2 separate regions of the Anas platyrhynchos genome follow, and region 2 is linked to region 1. The links are chromatin contacts, called in public Hi-C maps. All regions are on one chromosome and are shown on one strand. Each heading gives the region's core, a stretch centred on a gene start, on an enhancer-like site or on the middle of the called end of the contact. The rest is flanking DNA. Distances are from core to core; before and after follow the strand shown. Region 1 overlaps EFCAB5 (EF-hand calcium binding domain 5). Region 2 overlaps SSH2 (slingshot protein phosphatase 2).

Region 1 (2,700 bases), core at 77-2,576:
TAGAAGAAACAAAAAATAAGACAGGGACAATCTGTGTGAATAATATGTTTTGCATTTCCTGTGCAAACTATGAATCAAGCCTTAAACTGGTTCTGGGTGAAGCGCTTCAGCCTAACCCATCATTCTGGGTTTCTTCCAGCTATCGCCTACAAGTGGGTTGTCATCATGGGAGGTAATCTTCAGCTTCAGGACTGGCTGTACCTTTTCCTTTAGATGCCTGTGTTCTCACCTACTGAGAAAGAAACCCACACACCATTGCACCTTTGCTCCTTTTGAACCTCTACAAGATACCTAAACAATGAAGGTCAATTAAAAATACAAAAAATCAGAGGTATCTGTGCATCAAAACCAAATTTCCTGGACACATGGGGTTCTGGTGGGACTGGGGTGTAGGTAGGCATGCTGCAAACAGCAATAGTAGTTGAGACCTCACAGGAAAATTACTCACCTCTTCCATTAAAAATGTGAAGGGTAGATTTTACAGATGATTTCACAGATCACTCATATACCTGGATTTTCTATTACATACCATGCTTTCAGTCATTATATTTTTCTTTCAAGACCTTCCAAAGTAACTATCAGCCTTTCTTAATTACCCTTCTTAGGTGCCTTTGATGAAATATTGAAATAACATTTATATTGTGCTAAAACTTATAAATGGAAATCAAAGAAACTTAAAGCCTCATTGAAGTCATGCAGAGGATGGGACAACAGTGCTCTGGAGTCACCTGCACTGCACCAGCAGATGTAGATGTAGTGCGAAAGAACAAGAACAATCTTCCTGGGTTTAGAAGAATAAATTAGCATGAGAAACACCTGAACAGAGAACAGCTGCTGCCTATTAGCTGCGAGGGATTGAAGGAATAAAGATCACTGTGTGATCACTCTGTGAGGCTGCTTTTTCCTATCTTGTACAAGGTTGAGGAGTGTAGCCTTGCCCTGTCCCCTTCCTCATGTCCTAGAGACTGCAGCTGAGCTGGCCCAGGTACCAGCCAACCATCTGCAGTAGATATCTGGCAGAGTTTTTGCTTGGTGGAGGAGGAATGCAACAAGGGTCAAATTCTAAAGAATCACTTTCCTCTACCTACTTTCTCCAGTTCACAAATTTCCAGTTTGCTCAGGGGTCCTAAGACAAATGGGTCTCCTCCTAGCCTTGTAATCCTAACAGACTGAGCATGAAAGAGTGAAATTACCACATCAGTTTCTATTTAAGTGTTAGTTAAATCAAAGTGAGATTTTCTGAAGCAATCAACCCCTGTCCCAGCTGTTCCAAGACCCAGTGTTGCTCTTCCCTGTGCTACAGCTCCAGACTCACGGGGGTGCTCTTGCACAACCTTTCAGAGCTGCAGGGTGGCTCCTTGCCTCGGAAACCTGGGGTTCATTGGGTGCTCTGCCCACAGCCGTGCTTGTCTGCTCACGCTCCGGGCAGTGCCTCTCCTCAGCGCTGCAGTGACTAACGCTTTCATCATTTGTTCTGCATCCTGATTTCAAATCCTGTTGGACCCGAAGAAGTAAAGCAAACGACAGATAGCTATTCATCACGCCACACCCTCCTAGCAAACTAACCAAGCGAAGATATACAGGTAGAAGAAGCGTGAAGTTTGCTGTTAGGCAGGGAGTATTTTGCGATCAATACGTACAATGGTCTATAAAGACCAGAGCAGTAGAAAAAGCTTTGATTAATGACGCACAAGAACAGGCAGGAAGCTACCCTGGCTGCCTCTCAGCACGCTGCCAACACCAGTGTTTATGGGGGCTGAGAGCCTCCTCCTTCCCCTGCAGAAGGCAGTGGGCATTTTATCACTAGTTTTACCTATAGCAATAGCAAATACTAGCAGGCCTCAGTCATGGTGGAGCTCATTGTTAATGCTGTCTTATCCTGCCCATCATCTAAACAATATTCAGTATTTTTTTCATGTAATTTTTGCTTTCTGACCAAACTAGGATGAAGAATTTTTTGATGGTATAAAAATGTTTGGATTTTGACCTTCACCTTCTCTCTTTGAAGAAAGAGATGAAGAAAGACAGATGAAGCTGAACATGCCATTATCAGTTCTTTCTTTACTGAGCCACAGCATAATGAATTATTTTTCCCATTATATCTGTAATATTACACTTTCCACTTACAAGGAAAGCAAATAATTCTACCCACTTTTCAGTCTGTGCTTTCATCCAGGAAAGTGCAATGTCTGTGAGCCTCTCCTCCAATCTGGCCTGTTCCATGATGTTGAGATTATGTTGAAGCTGCTAGAAATAGTTTTATGTTGCTTGTAGGTGGTATTGATTTTGCTATACTATCTTTCTATTTATTTGTCCTTTAGTTTATAAGCCTTTCAAAGAAGGGATTATGTCCTTCCATATTTCTGTAGCAGGTTCTGGCACACTTTGAATACAGCAGAGCTGTAAACTGACAGTTTCTTTGGCTGTGCAGCCTGGGGACAACTAACTACAGCATGCTGGTGCACTCCCCATCCCACCAGCTGCCTCAGATGAGCTAAAGAATAGAATTTGTTGCTTGCCAAAATGAGCCTTTTTCAGTAATGCGTGGCAGAGTGAGCCACATGCAGATGTTCATGCAGATGAATAAACCTGTCCTCTCCACCCAAGCACACATACAGACATGTTCTTAATTGCTAATACAGTATTTCAGAGCACCTGATGCCCACGTTTTAATATGTATGAGGCTGCCAGACAGGTCCA
Region 2 (2,700 bases), core at 198-2,697, 110 kb after region 1:
CCTCCCTGGTTGTCCTGTGGGTACTTCACGTGGCTGGCAGTCAAGAAACTGGCACTTAAAAGAGAAAATTGTAGGTGCCAAATGAAAATCTTCTCATCCTGCTCTGCGCCAGCGCTGCCCAGTGCATGGAGCAGACAGATAAGGGCCCGCTAACCTCCCTCCTCCGATTTCATGGCTGAGAAACACTTCTGAATTCCTTGGAGCTGGGTGCTGGCTGCCCTTTTGGGCACTACCTGGGCCAGCCTCCCCCAGGCAGAGCGGCTGCTCATCGTGCTCCAAAGGCTCTGTTTGCTTTCCTTTCAATGAGAGAAATCTCTCTCAATAGGGAGAGAGGTCTGGGAGGGGGCTAGGCAGGGTTTCTTACACCAGACCATAGCAGTGTTGGTTTTGTCTAGCCAGCTGCCAAACCCAGTGTGTTGTCAGTAGTGCAGGGATGCTGTGTTAGTCTTCAGCAGTTTTCATAACAACTGATGTTTGTCCACGTTGTGATAAAAGCTTTGGAAGAACTCTTGTAACAAAACCTGTTAAGAATATTAAGGTCTTGTTCTTCACTTTCTTTGTGTGTCTTGCTCCAGTTTGTAAATTGGATTACCAGATCACATCCAAGAGGCTACAAGCGAGGCCACAGTGTGGAAAACATGTTTGGTAGTGCTCAGGGAGAGAAGTCGCTGTGCTCTTAAGCTTCTCAGAGGCTGTGTTTTCTGCTTAATGACTCTTTGCCTTTCTCTTGCTCTAGGAAAAATGGTTCAAAGTGCCTGGTGCACTGCAAGATGGGAGTGAGCCGCTCGGCATCCACGGTCATCGCCTACGCCATGAAGGAGTACGGCTGGAACCTGGACAGGGCCTACGACTACGTGAAGGAGCGGCGCACCGTCACCAAGCCCAACCCCAGCTTCATGCGGCAGCTGGAGGAATACCAAGGCATCCTGCTGGCCAGGTGAGCAGAAGGAGTGACCCAGATTTACCCATTTTAAGTCATAACACTTAAATGATTGACTCTGTTATTTTAATTAGGACTTTCATTGCTGCGTTAAGTAAGGTCGTGGTTATCTGAGGGAAGATAGTGCTCTGTTTGCCTGGGTTATCTCAGCTGAGCTTGGGAAAATGGGTGTAATAAAGAGCTTTTAGGAGCCTGTTTGGCTTCTAGGGTTGGTGGTTGGTTTGTTTTTGTTTTTATTTTTGGAGAGTAGCATCCCGTGAACTGCTATCTGAGTGCAGCATTCAGATCTGTGCAGGCTCCAGCAGAGATAAACGATGTCCCCGTTGCTTGTAACATCACTTGGCAGGGAAGTCGCTTTGTCTCCATCTCAGCCTTACAGTTCCCTGTTGAACATGCCCCTCCTCAGCAGCTGGTGCGGTTTTATTTAGATCCCTTTGGTGAGTGTTGGTGTTAGGGGAGGGGACAGGATGTTCTGTGCATTGCAACAGCAGTGTTTATTCCTGCATGGAGTCCTGAGGCTGGTCTGGAGCTGGGCCTGGGTATGGGCAAGTGTGTTGTAACCCCGAACCTATCACCTGATTAGCAAAAAGACATAAATATTGCAAGTTTCTGAGAAATCTGCTTGTAAGCTCTGTTAAGCAATGCCTCCACGTGATCAGCTGGAAGGAGGTAGTGATACTCCGTGTTTCACCAGAGTACAGTATTTTGTTTGGGATCCTGGTGTGCCTTGCAGGGGAGCAATTTCAAGCAGAACTTACCCAAGCTGTGCCCTTCCTGCCACAGGAGGTGGCTCTGTGCATGTTTTGACCCAAGTATTTCACACCTTAGTGCGGTTGAAATGTGCCTGCCCTTTGCTGTTCTTCACAGCAGCTCAGGTACCCACGTGCTATCTTCAGGACACCCAGGACACTCATCTCTGTCCTCATCTTGCTTTTGACCCTTTGGTCTTTCCTATCCACTTGCAAAGACCTCCCTTCCCTTTCTGTGCTCAGGATTTCTCCATCCACCTGCTTCCAGCCTTCTTGTCATCTCTGCTGTTGGGCCAGGTCTGGATTCCTGGTTTTTACACCAAACCCCTGGTGTGACTTCCTCCTATCACTGCAGTATGCGTCCTCTTTCTCTCTCAGCACAGACAAGCAACCTGAGGGCATTTCCCAGCTCATTTATTCCCTGTTCAGGTGCACCCACAGGATCTTTGTCCTCCACCTCTTCCCATGCCTGCCTTCCTCATCCCCGCTCCCCAAACATTGGCTGCCACAGTGACTCTTTCTACCTGAAAAAGCAGGATTCTCAGGATAGGTCACAGTCAAATAGATATTTTAAGAAATGCTGCTCTCCTGCACTGAGGAAACCATTTGAGACAAATACCACACCTGCCTTGGCTGCCTCATGTGATGCCACTGCTGGTACCAGTGAATAAAGGTCAGTGCTTAACTCTGAGCTAGAGGTGACCTGACCGCTGTGGTGTGCTACATAGCGCCGGCAGGCTAGGAAATTAGATCTCTCTGGGGTGCACTGGATGGACAAAAAGAAGCTTTTCAGATGGGAAAAGCACACCGACGTCCTGTGCAACCCTCACAGGTTGGTGAGCACCTGCGAAGAGCCCTAGGCTGGCAGCAGCCGGCGTACCACATCTTCAAGCCCTGCAATCACTTCGGGTAATCTGTCAGCCTGCGAGCTGGTGGCACACGTACAAAGCCACCCTGTACAAACATTCTGGTTAAGGATGTTTTTTTCTCCTGTCTCTTTCAGTATTTTTT

Evidence for each region. A called contact is a pair of places that touch in the nucleus more often than the background predicts.
Region 2: a contact with region 1 is called in a Hi-C map of subcutaneous adipose tissue, with 2.8 times the contacts expected there. The contact joins two enhancer-like sites. A contact is called at or near these places in 4 of 8 Hi-C or Micro-C datasets (F1 follicle, liver, skeletal muscle and 1 more).

Annotation. Positions count from the first base shown.
Region 1 is chr20:4,583,200-4,585,899 of IASCAAS_PekinDuck_T2T, forward strand. All of the region lies in intron 16 of EFCAB5 (EF-hand calcium binding domain 5), which reads right to left. Among named protein-coding and RNA genes, the nearest start is that of NSRP1, 11 kb to the left of the region's middle. Within about 2 kb of position 1,327, at least 4 of the 8 cell types and tissues checked have an H3K27ac peak or open chromatin away from gene starts, as enhancers often do. A contact at or near this core is called in subcutaneous adipose tissue, where this site is marked.
Region 2 is chr20:4,689,479-4,692,178 of IASCAAS_PekinDuck_T2T, forward strand. SSH2 (slingshot protein phosphatase 2) reads left to right here. Exons shown (of 16, transcript XM_038165645.2): 14 at 737-937. Among named protein-coding and RNA genes, the nearest start is that of CORO6, 13 kb to the right of the region's middle. Within about 2 kb of position 1,448, at least 5 of the 8 cell types and tissues checked have an H3K27ac peak or open chromatin away from gene starts, as enhancers often do. A contact at or near this core is called in subcutaneous adipose tissue, where this site is marked.